Linked DNA regions of Mus musculus: region 1 is linked to region 2. Evidence: chromatin contacts called from public HiChIP or PLAC-seq data. All regions are on one chromosome and are shown on one strand. The core of a region is the stretch at or near the end of the contact, and the rest is flanking DNA. Distances in the headings are between cores, read along the strand shown. Region 1 overlaps Fancc (Fanconi anemia, complementation group C). Region 2 overlaps Aopep (aminopeptidase O).

The links. HiChIP or PLAC-seq counts read pairs in DNA pulled down with a chosen protein or histone mark.
Region 1: an H3K27ac HiChIP or PLAC-seq map of large pre-B cells shows a contact between it and region 2, with 2.2 times the contacts expected there. The contact joins two enhancer-like sites. A contact is called at or near these places in 4 of 39 promoter capture datasets (the C10 cell line, cranial neural crest, embryonic stem cells and 1 more), 1 of 15 datasets of contacts at CTCF or cohesin (the NIH/3T3 cell line), 5 of 484 Hi-C or Micro-C datasets (Sertoli cells, bone marrow-derived macrophages, cortical neurons and 2 more), 5 of 115 datasets of contacts at active chromatin or transcription factors (T-cell acute lymphoblastic leukemia, craniofacial prominence, embryonic stem cells and 2 more) and 3 of 9 other capture datasets (adipose tissue, liver and pancreatic islet).

Annotation. Positions count from the first base shown.
Region 1 is chr13:63,312,779-63,315,717 of GRCm38.p6, reverse strand. It overlaps Fancc (Fanconi anemia, complementation group C), which reads left to right. Exons shown (of 15, transcript NM_007985.3): 15 at 2,915-2,939. It also overlaps a transcript of Aopep not described here. Among named protein-coding and RNA genes, the nearest start is that of Mir3074-1, 13 kb to the right of the region's middle. Within about 2 kb of position 1,362, at least 39 of the 459 cell types and tissues checked have an H3K27ac peak or open chromatin away from gene starts, as enhancers often do. A contact at or near this core is called in T-cell acute lymphoblastic leukemia, where this site is marked.
Region 2 is chr13:63,185,661-63,188,810 of GRCm38.p6, reverse strand. All of the region lies in intron 7 of Aopep (aminopeptidase O), which reads right to left. Among named protein-coding and RNA genes, the nearest start is that of Gm30409, 55 kb to the right of the region's middle. Within about 2 kb of position 1,505, at least 153 of the 459 cell types and tissues checked have an H3K27ac peak or open chromatin away from gene starts, as enhancers often do. A contact at or near this core is called in T-cell acute lymphoblastic leukemia, where this site is marked.

The DNA of each region.
Region 1 (2,939 bases), core at 113-2,612, 130 kb before region 2:
AATGTAGGTGGTATAGGAATCCCAGCACTTGAGATGCAGTAGGAGGATCAGAAGTTCAGGGCCATCCTTGGCCACATGTGAGTTAGAGGCCAGCCTCAGCTCCATGAAATACTCTCTCAAGAGAAACCAAAAAGGTGAACCATAACATTGCCAACCATAGGAGTTATATTTTCAAATTTTAAAAAATTATTAACTTTATAAAAATATGTATCTTGATGAAGTTCTACATACAAAGTAAAAAATAGAATTCATGCAGCCAGCAACTCTACTCAAGAAGGGGCTGGGCTATTCCCAGAGCCCCACCTGGTGTTGGTCTAAATGTGAACTCTAGGAAGGAAGATCAGGAGGCAGATGTGTCCCTGCCAAGAACCCTCTGTGTCAGAGCTCTGACCTCCTGTGCCTGTCCTGCATTAGGGCTGGCCCAGCATAAGAATATATTCAGAAGCCAGGCGTGGTGGCGCACACCTTTAATCCCAGCACTTGGGAGGCAGAGGCAGGCGGATTTCTGAGTTCGAGGCCAGCCTGGTCTACAAAGTGAGTTCCAGGACAGCCAGGGCTATACAGAGAAACCCTGTCTCAACCCCCCCCCCCAAAAAAAAAGAATATATTCAAAAATCTACTGAGCATGGTCCAGTCCTAAAACACATGCCTTCAACAACATGGTAAAGCAGAACATGGCACTGAGGGACAGTCACCAAGACAAATGTTGCCTCATCATACCTTCATCTGCCATGTTGGGTACAGGGGATGTTGGACAAAATATTGCAAAGTATTATGAGTAGATCCTGACTCAGTAATTCCACCTGAAAGTTCCTCAGTTACACCTTAAAGGTTCTGCATACATAGCGTACACAGTCACAGGTGTGTTAATGAGATTGACTGGGGATCAGTTCACAATGTGGACACAACAGAATTATCAGCAGGAAACATCTCAGCCACATGCCTTGGGCTTACCAGCCACCCAAGTTCTCTGCCAGGCCTGCTGCAGCAGCTCTGCCTGTCAGCTTCTTCCTAGGCGGGAGTCAGCGTGAACAGCTAATGTTACATGGACAGTGGCTTTGTGCGGGTTCTTGGATTTCCTGTAGTGTTGATGTGAAAAAGGACCCTGAGAAAAGCAACAGGGGAGGAGATTTATTCTAGCTCACAGTTACAGGGTTCAGTCTATCAATTGCCTAGAGTACAGAGGAAGCCACACACTGCTTCCTCCAAGGAGTGCTCTATCTAGGCCTGTATCAGACTGCCAGGTGCTGTCCTTGTAGATACTGAAAACTGTCATTAACACACAGCCTTCCTTTTGAGGAGGCTTGCCCCAGGCTTCAGGTAGCTGGGCTTTTGGCCCCCCGCCCAGCCAATGGCGAAAGTTATCTATCTACATGCAGCTTAGCCTTTTGCAAAAAGGCACTTCTGAAAGAGCAGTTGTGGGTGTCACCACCCGAGGACCATGGCCTTAGGGCAGATCATGACTGTAAACGCTGAGCTAGCATAGAGCCACTTCCAAGAATGTAGTCTGGCCTCTCTCGGCAGCAAGCTTTGGAGATCTGGATGGGCACTGGAGTGGGCAGCAGCCCACTTCCTTAGGACCTCCTGCCACCCTAGCACTCCCCAGTGTGAGCCTGGGGGATGGGGGATGTTGGCGGCTGGTTCTCTCATGAGCGGTTCTTTCTGGCTTTAGCTTTCTGAGTTGCCATAGTCCTCAGTAACCACCTGCTCTGGCCTTTTCCTCTCTGCCCGCTTGCCGCCCACATGCTTGCTTCCTCACTGGGGCTAGGCTGGGTGCAGAGCACCAGTTTGTGTCTGGAGCCTGCTCCACCCTGCCTGCCCTCCCTGCACTTTTGTGAGTCTCCTCATCCTCTGTTCCACGTCCTTCCTATCAGGTTGACGGCAGTGTGAGATCAGCTCTGAGGGCTCTGCATTTACTGTGGTTCGACTCTTGCACATACTGCAACAGCCCAGGCCTGGGAAAGATTTGAGGTTAGGCTGTGTAGCGACTGCCTACCTGCCCTTGACTGGGCAGCAGTCTGTGCACACAGGGTCTAGACATACATGAAGTCTTTAAGGTACTTAGGAAGGACAGGGTCTGGGTCTAAGGTCACTAGCGCCATGCATCTGGGTCAGATGCCCAGAGCCTGCAGAAGCTGCCAGGCCATCTCAAGCCCCATTACCTTCAGCAGCATGACTACAGTGTGCAATATTGTGATTGCAGCTCTCCCAATCTGTGTTTCACTTTACTGGTAGTCAGAGATTGGAAGGCCAGGAGTGAAGGGTTGCCTGGGCCATGGGCCAGCAAAAGCTCAAAGTCACAGTCATGGCAAATCTAAGGTCACTGGTCACTCTAGAGAGAAGCCTGGTGAGACAAGAGGAAGCTGAGCTGGGACTAAATCTGCAGGCTCTGTGTGCACAACACACAACCAGTGTGTGTCTTCCTCCACAGTTAGTGTCCTGCACATGTGCAGATCATATACACCAGTCTCAATCTCCCCGTCATCTCAACTGAGGTTCTTGGGAAAAAAAGTACTGATGCCAACAAGCAAAACTGTCCCAAGGCTGATGAAAGTTAAATTACTAACCACCCTGCCTGCTGCCCTGGAAGTGGATAGTCCAGGAATGTAAGCTTAAGGCTGCTCGTGTGAAATCTTTGCAGAGAAAGTCAAGTCACAGATGCTGCCTTGCTCCTCACAGCACATAACCCCAAAGCTGTGACACTGTGCTGGGAAGACCTTGCTGCCTCCACAGTGCTTGTATGTGGCTCTGGGGCCTTGTGGGGGAGGCTGGTCATCAGGAAGGGGCCCCTGCAGATAGGCATGATTTGACATTGACCTTGTAAACAAGGCAGAAGTGACCCGTGCTTTCCCTGAAGCCTTCTGCTGAGTGTAGTGGGCAGTATCCCCACCTTCCCTTTCTTCCCTTCCTGCAGATGGCCCACACGGATGCTGTAATCC
Region 2 (3,150 bases), core at 256-2,755:
TAAAACACTCCTCTTACAATTTATTCTTCCCTCCTCTCCAAATGAATAATTATTTAAAACAGTCCTTTACGTTGACAGGATCCCTAGCAGGGATACAAGCTCTCAGAGATTCCTGTTAAAGTGGACATAGGGCTAAAGCGAGCAGGGCACAGGCAAGCTCTGCAAGACTCAGGAGGAGGCTTTCAGGAGGAAAGACACTCCATCAGCAGAGACCACGAGCTTCTGTCTCTGGGATACCGCCACATGTCATGGTGCCAGCTCTATGCAGAGACACGATACAGAAAAGGCAGGAACCAAGTCTAGCCTGCCTCTCACAGTCACACAGAGGAAGCTCTCACACCCACCAGGTGCACATATAGATGAACCTTCCCACTTCTACTTCTGGAATCCCAGAACCCAGCAACACTGGCCTCTAGCTACAGATGGGAAGAGCAGACTCCTTGCAGAGGGTGAATGAGTAGTATGACTCCCTGGAGCAATCTAGCAACGATGTGTGCATTTTACTGCACATGTTTTATTTTAACTTAAAATGTTAAGGAAAAGCTGAGCATTCTAATGAATGGCTAAAGTCCCAGTATCTTAGAGGTTGGAGCAGGAAGAGACAATATGCAGCTAGGCAGAGCTACAAAGTGAGATTTTTCTCTCAAGAGAACCCAATCAGATAAATGAAATCCCAAAAAGGAAACTTTTTAAAAGTTAAGAAAACATGCAAATAAAACAGTATCCACTTTTCCCTCAGATCAGTGGACACATGGGTAGCAAAATGGAGTTTACAACTTTTGTGCCACAAAGGACTGGAAACAAATACAAGGGGGGGGGGCAGTAGAGGAAGTGGAGGTTGGGCTTGGAGAAACTTTTGCTTCTCTCACTGCAGACAACTGCTTACTACTATACTTCTTCTGTCCACTCACCCTCAACCTCTAGATGACAGAGGACGCTGTAGCAGCCACTCTGCAACCATAAGGTAGTGAGTCAGTGTACCCAGAGAGCAGAGGGGATAAACCCACGGTAAACCTTCTCTCTGGCATAAACTGAGCCCCACGTTAGCCCAGACTGCCTGCCTTCTGCCTGCTTCCTGTGTAAGAAACATATACACCATGTGTTGAGGTCAACTTTCCTTTACAGTCCATTATCCATACCCAGGTGCACACATGGCGGATGGAAAGCTGGGGTAGCACTAACAGCAACGTGGCCTGGGGAAGACCAGGGCCTCTGTGCTGTGAACTATGAGTCCTCTTCAGCACCCCGCCTCCCTTACAAGAACCTGATGAGGAAGGAGTTGTGAGGATGCCTATTAGGAGCTGAAGAACAGGGGTGGGTAGAAAAGATCATATACTCCAGGGCTTCCTCGAGAGGAAGGCCCTTACATAGCTCCGCAAAATCCTCAGGAGTGAGTCAGAGACTCTCTTTCCTTCTTAGAAGCTTTCTTTCCTCACTGCACAGCCTATGATGAAGTTCATATAACTAAAACCACGGTGTAAAAGCAAAGTGTTAGTCATGCTGCAGCTAGCAGGCTCCAGTTTACCCCTCTCCTGACATGCATGGAATGTGGGTGATCAAGTTACCAAGGTCGTCTGGGCTCATATGCTCTTGGTTTCTGTTGTACCTGGCACCAAATACAACAACCGAGGTGAACACGACCTTCCTCGACTCTACCCTGCCTCTCCTGCACACTCACAGAAGCTATCTGAATACTTTCTGAGTGATGGTTGTATCTGACGCATAGGGATTCCATTTGGAAAGGGGAGCCTTAAGAAAGGGCTGGTCCTTCTCAGCTATGATCAGGGGTAAAATTAAGAGAACGGCCTCTGTGAGGTGCTTAGTCACTTAGGTGTTTGGTTCTGTCTGACCTGCCCAGCTCACACAGATTATCTGCCAGCATCCCTCTTGTGCTTGTGGATGCCAGCTGCCAACTGCCACTATATGCTACTTGTCAAAGGTAGCCACCCCAACAAGGAGCAGAGCTTCATTTACACCCTAACTCTGAGGAAGTGAAACTCTTAAGTAGAAACTGCCTCTAAGTTCCATCTGAAATCCATAGGCACCTTGAAGACTAACAGGCAAAGTGCATGCTGGCTAAACACTTGGCTGTGAACACTGGGTGGGTGTGCCATGTGCAGCCCCATGAAGCAGAGTTCCCTCATCAGCAAAATCAAGAGATGGTGGCTGCTAAGACAGCTCAGTACAAGCATGGATGAACCCTAGTACCAACAGAAGTGCCAGGTGGAAAGTGGAGATGGGGAGAATGCTGGATAGATCAGCCAGAACGAGGAGATCCTGCCTCAGCGCATAAGGTACAGAGAGGTCAGAGAAGACACTCCAGAGGATGCATGTAGACAAGTGCTTTCACGCTTGCTAACATACCAACACAGTGCACACTATACTCACACACACACACACACCCCACTGCATACAAATGAAGCCTTAAGTCTTTGCAGCCTTTGTCTTTAAGCTGTTCTCTGATACCTCATTATCATCATCTCACAAAAAGGAGCAGTGAAATCCCAGTGCTGCTTAGAGCTGCAGGAAGTTGCACCCACCCTTCACCCACAGCTCACAGCACTCTGGGAAGAATGCACGGAACTCAGAGGTGAGGATGGACTATTTGGTTTTTGCAACACCTTTGTGTATAAAATGGCCAAAAGGAACAAAGACTTGCTGCCAGCTAGCACTTGCAGCGTCAATAAAGTGAACAGGGCAAACGCTGTGGACACTTGAACTAATATTGTGTGGGAGACTCTAAGCTTATCAAATAGATTTAACTGCGAGTCTAGCGAGTTTACTTGGAGGAGTTTCCTAGCAGGACCATTTGCCTGCATTAGATGCAGCCAGTGGAGTATCTATCACCCTAGTGCTGCTGACAAGGGCAATTGCTAAGATGACTTGGGGCAGAAGGAGGTGTGTTCAGAGGATCATGAGCAACACATGAAGGAGAGGTCACCTGCTAAACCAGGCAAGAAAGAACAGCTGGCAGAAAGGTGCAAACTCAAAGGAGTGAACACATTTTGATGAGCTGGGTAGAAAGCAAAGGAGTGAAACTTTATAAAGGACCAACTGTCAGGCGTCTCACATCTTTACTCCCAGCACTGGGGAGGCAGAGGCAGGCAGATATCTGTGGGTAAGAGGCCAGCCTGGACCACAGAGTGAATT